Regions from separate parts of the Sus scrofa genome. Here region 1 is linked to region 2. Evidence: chromatin contacts called from public HiChIP or PLAC-seq data. All regions are on one chromosome and are shown on one strand. The core of a region is the stretch at or near the end of the contact, and the rest is flanking DNA. Distances in the headings are between cores, read along the strand shown.

What was found. HiChIP or PLAC-seq counts read pairs in DNA pulled down with a chosen protein or histone mark.
Region 1: a contact with region 2 is called in an H3K27ac HiChIP or PLAC-seq map of alveolar macrophages. The contact joins the promoter of MCL1 here to the promoter of HORMAD1 in region 2. A contact is called at or near these places in 2 of 47 Hi-C or Micro-C datasets (embryonic fibroblasts and epiblast stem cells) and 1 of 2 datasets of contacts at active chromatin or transcription factors (alveolar macrophages).

What each region holds. Positions count from the first base shown.
Region 1 is chr4:98,560,720-98,563,419 of Sscrofa11.1, reverse strand. MCL1 (MCL1, BCL2 family apoptosis regulator) reads right to left here and starts at 1,328. Exons shown (of 3, transcript NM_001348806.1): 1 at 496-1,328; 2 at 1-142. The coding sequence starts at 1,186.
Region 2 is chr4:98,448,579-98,451,434 of Sscrofa11.1, reverse strand. It overlaps HORMAD1 (HORMA domain containing 1), which reads right to left and starts at 1,544. Exons shown (of 15, transcript NM_001194981.1): 1 at 1,507-1,544; 2 at 579-636. The coding sequence starts at 611.

The sequences.
Region 1 (2,700 bases), core at 79-2,578, 110 kb before region 2:
TGTTTGGCCACAAAGGCACCAAAAGAAATAAGAGTCACAATCCTGCCCCAGTTTGTTACTCCGTCACTGAAAACGTGGACCATCACTCGAGACAAAGATTTGACATCGTCTTCGTTTTTGATGTCCAGTTTCCGAAGCATGCCTGAGAGGAAAAAAAGCATGCAGGTTCTCACCGCCTCCTTTGTCTAAACCAGGGCACGATTCGCCTGCCCACCCACGACGGGGGAAATCGCTATTTGAGCTCTATAGAATTTAGGCCGTTCCCACTTGAAAATTGACATCCCACCCTTTCCGGGCTTTGAACAGAGCTGCCATTTCCAAAAGAATCAAGTGGGCGGAAACAATGACTCACGGCCAGAATATTCTGGTTTCAGAAATGGGATAAGAGTCGTTTCAACATGGACTCGTTTCGGTTTCCACCCACCGAAGGTGCGTGAGTCCAGAGAGCTAAAGAGAAAGAAAAAGCAGGGCAGCCTTCACGACTAACCCCCTTACCTTGGAAGGCCGTCTCGTGGTTGCGCTGCACCCCGTCCCCGACCCGTCGCAGGGTCTCTAACGCCTTCCGGCTGGCGGCCCCAGACCCGCCCATTGGCTTCGCGTCCTTGGCGCCGGTTGCCTGCTCCCGAAGGTACCGAGAGATAATCTCCAGGGACTGCCGGTATAACTCGTCCTCCTCCTCCTCTGCCGGGGGCGGCGTCGAGGGGAGCGAGCCGTCCGTGCCGGGGCCACTACTGGCCTCCTCGACTAACCCCAGCAAGGGCAGGACGGCCGGCCGCTTCCCGAGGGGCTCCGGCTCGTACCCGTCCAGCTCCTCTTCGGGAGACATGATGGCGTCGGAGGCCGGGGATTCCATCTCTTCAGGCGGCGACGCGAGGCGGGTGGGCGCGAAGAACAGCAGTCTGGCGGGGGTCGCGGTGACGTCGGGGCCCTCGGCGCCAATGGGCGAGGGCCGCGCGACCCTCCGGGCGTCTGGCGCAGGAGTGGACGGGGGGCTCGCGCCGGCGCTTCCGCCAATCACCATGCCGGCTTCCCCTCCCCCTACCTCTTGCCGGGCCGTGGCCTCTTTTCCCGTAGCCAAGAGACGGCCTCCCGGAGCGGAGGCGCTGCTGCCGCTTCCAGGCCCCAATCCGGCCCCCCCACAGTAGAGGTTGAGTCCGATTACTGCGTTTCTCTGGAGGCCAAACATCGCAAGCCGCCGCCGCCACCACCTTGGCAGAAAAATGGGGGAGGCCCGACTCCTTACGGGAAGGAAGCGGAAGTAAGGTCTGAGAGAGGCACTCCTAGATCGCAGTTTTAGAACCAGTCCGCAGTGGCGTCAGCAACTCTCTAAAAAAAAAAAAAAAAAAATTGAACCCCCGTAAAAGGGCAAGGGGCGGAAGCTTCCGGAGAATGCAGCACCGCACGGCACCTAACCGGCGGTTCGGGGGGCGGGGCTTCCGGCTCTCCGAACCTCTCGCGGCCCGTTACGTAACCTTGGCTCCAGCCCTCTGCAAGGTGGGCTTGCGCTCTTCACCCGTGCCGGTCTGGGCCGGCTGGGGATTGCTACCTCGTCGCTTCCCTGAGTGCTGATTTGCAAGCCCCTTCTGTTGCTTTTGTACCGGAGGGTTGTTTTTTTTTTCCCCCACACCACAGTCCTAACCCTCGAGTCACTCGGAGATTGAGGAAGAGGGATGAGTAAATTCTGCCACGGATGCGGGACCACAGCCTTAGGATGGATGAATATGAGGACACTGTTGGGAAAATGTAGTTATTTTGCGCAACCTCAGCTCTGTACTCTCATTCCAACATTGTGTGGAAACGGGGACGCTCCATGGACTGACCTATAGAATCATTTTTACGTAAATTCGCAAAGCGAAATTGTTCTGCTCCAGCTAAATTTTATGCCTGTCTCCCTATTTGCTTTCTCCCATCGCCATCTCTCTCATGCTTTTTATATATGTCTTACTCGTTCACTACATCTTCTGAGACTCTTGATACCACTTACGTTGATAAGAGACATTTGAATCTAGGGGTAAACCCCTTAAGGACATGGATCTTGTTATATACCATATATGTGAGTTAACATTAATTGAAGCAACCTGTTTTTCCTAAAAGATCTGTAAAATTAGTAATAGCTAAAATTCAAGAGCAAAGTATTTGAGGGACAGAAGCAGGAAAGGTGAGCATGGTTCCTATTCCTGAAAACATCACTTTAATAAGGAAATAGGGCACCTGTACCACAGGATTATGTATTTGGGCAAGACCTAGAAGCATGGAGCTTTATAATAAGGGGCAGAAAGTTTGGAGAGAAACATCCTGCGGTTGTAGTGAATAAGAAATGGTTTATCTATTTAAGGAATGTAAAATCTTGCACAGCAACAAACCATAATGTGAGATGGAATATAGGAGGCATCAACAACTTAATATTGGAATTAAGAGGCTGGAAAATTCACTTTCGGCTAGGAGAGCTAGGGGAAGACTTTATGGAAGAGGTAGCTTTTTCTGCTCTGCTTTCTAGAACGCGATTTTATTTAGGGGAAAGAGATTGAGCAAATTTGCGTGCAAAAGCGGTTTCTTCTTCAGAGGCTGTAGAAGGAAGTGCATTGCTGGTTTCACTTTAAGCTTATAGCCAGAAATCTCAAGTGTTCAGTAATCCTATTGCAGTTCCTTAATCGATTCACTCTCCTGTGATCCAAGATGACTATTGAACACCTTCTTTTA
Region 2 (2,856 bases), core at 295-2,794:
GCTGTGAATTATAATTTCATCAAAGCAACATAATAGCACTGATTGATACCTAAGGTAAAGCAAACTTGAACCAGCAATTTACAGCAAACATCGAGCACCCAACAGAATTTTTTATTAATTCAAATTAGTTTAGCAAATGTTTTCATTTCTTAAAATACGGAGTTTACTGATATCATTAAACCTTCAGAGATGACTCTAACTTTCAAACATAAAAATAATTGAGGAGTTCCCGTTGAGGTGCAGTGGTTAACAAATCCAACTAGGAACCATGAGGTTGCGGGTTCGATCCCTGGCCTTGCTCAGTGGGTTAAGGATCTGGCGTTGCTGTGAGCTGTGGTGTAGGTTGCAGACATGGCTCGGATTCTGCATTGCTGTGGCCCTGGTGTAGGCTGATGGCTACAGCTCCGATTAGACCCCTAGCCTGGGAACCTCCATATGTCGCAGGAAGAAGCCCTAGAAAAGGCAAAAAGACAAAAAAAAAAAAAAATAATAATAATAGTAATAATTAAAAAAAATAATTGAGACTTCAAGAAACAACTAAATTAGCTAAATTAAAATTAAAATATAAGAAATCATACCATGGACGTTCTCTGCAATTGTGCAGTGGCCATCTTCTGATATTTTCTTTAATTCAACCTTGTGACACAAATACAAGCTTTAACTTCAGATCTTATTTTTATCTCTAATCTGGTTTATTATATGTAAAGTCAGAATTTTATGTGAATAAATGACAAGGTTTGTTTGTTTTACTTAAAATGGAATTTTCAAAAACAGATTCACTTTGCTCCAAAGCTCTTTTGAGTCAAGTGCTAATATTAAGCCTAGCAAGACCAGCAAGCCTCACATAGAATGGTTATTAAGAGAACTCTTTAAATGACCTTTTTAAAAAAGCATAATTTATTTTTCTTCACAGTATTTAAACATTAACAACATTGCACAAGTGGGTAATGAAAAACTGGCTCTGTCAAATTCTTTAAAATAATCTTTTAATTTTTGTTTTAAATTTGTAGTTTCAAAATGACCAAATCAGGTTAACTTTCCTTCACTGAACTTGAACATGGCTCTGGATGTGACATAATGTCCTATTCTGTGGAACACCATAAAAGAGCAACAGAAAATATTCTGGACTTTTGGGGTTGATTCTGATTTCTTGGTTCTTTAATATTCTGATGTACATCTCAATTTTTTTTGGTTCCAATTTCATTTTTCTTAACCAGACGATTCATCTAGAAGAATTCACAGAAGCATCTATTTATCGTAAACATTTACATTTATCCTGAAAAAGCCTGGACTACATGCTAGAGTTACTCTACACTCAAGAACCTCCTGTGAAAAATAAGTAGCTATGCATTTTCCGCCCGAAGAGTTCACCATTCAGAACTTAAAAAAACTTAAAAGTAGGTGAAGGCAACAGAAAAAGACATTAAAAAGCAAAAAAGAAAATAAAAGAAAGAAAGAAAAGAAAAAAAGAGAAAATAAACCAAAAGGGAAACAAACATGTAATACCTAACGCCTGAGGGTCCCCCGGCAGCGACCAGGAGAACTGCTTTGCCTAATGCGCATGCTCCTTCCTTCAACGGTCGCCTGTGGAGGAGCGACAGTAGCCCTTTGACCCCTGGGGCCAGGTCACGTTTCCCCGCCAAGAGCTGCGCAAGGGCCTCTGGGAAACCCGAGAACCTGAAAGCGGCTTCTGACGGTTTCTGGCGTAGAAAAGCCACATGCCCTCCCAGTATATATGTAGCCTTCCTATAGGGACCAAAGCATTCTTAATCACCATTTAATTAATTTCTGATTGTTTTCTAATTTTTGATTCTGTTATTGGATCTACCACATGTTGCATTCCCAAGCTTACAGCCTCCTATATCTTCAAAAAACCGGCTGCTCTAGCAGTCTCCTACTTAGATGTTTCTGCTGTGCTATGTTCGTGGGGACAGTGATAGCTTGAATGTAATTAATTCTCATTTAGAGGCAAAATAATAACGTCAGAGCTCGTAGGTTAGAGATTGGCTAGTAATACAAACTTGGTATTTTCCACATTGTTTATATCCAAATAAATTGTTAATAGTATAGACATTAATTACTCGTTAATTTTGATAATTACCAGTTAGAAAACAGCCACCCAAGATATGAAAAGATTTTCCCAGAGTCAATTAGGAGAAGAATGAAGACTAGAACTGTTGTCAGGGTCAAAGATATTGCTTTATATTGCACTCACACTTAAAGTTTTGTACAAAAATTAAACAGAAACCTCAATTAAAATTAAACAGAGAGGTGTTCCCGTCGTGGCGCGGTGGTTAATGAATCCGACTAGGAACCATGAGGTTGAGGGTTCGAGCCCTGACCTTGGTCAGTGGGTTAACGATCCGGCGTTGCGGTGAGCTGTGGTGTAGGTCGCAGACACGGCTCGGATCCCGCGTGGCTGTGGGTTTGGTGTAGGCCTGCGGTTATAGCTCTGATATGACCCCTAGCCTGGGAACCTACATATGCCGCAGAAGCGGCCCAAGAAATGGCAAAAAGACCAAAAAAAAAAAAAAAAAAAAAAAAAATTAAACAGAGAGATAGAATCCAGGGGAATTCTCATGCTCTGGGGGATAGCAGAGCCAAACAGGAAAGACTCTTCTTTCTTGGCAAGGACTCAGCCAATGAAAAACCACAGTCTCTTTGTTTATTCTAGCCCTCCCAACTTCCTTTTCCTCTTTATAAAAGCATTTTCCTTCCTGTGCCCTGCAAGGACTTGCACATGGCTGGCCACAGTTGCAGACCTCAAATTGAAATTTTCTGCTAATCCCAAATAAATCCATTTTTGCTGGAAAAATAAAGAATTGTTTCAGGTCAACAGTTTACAATGAGCTTACC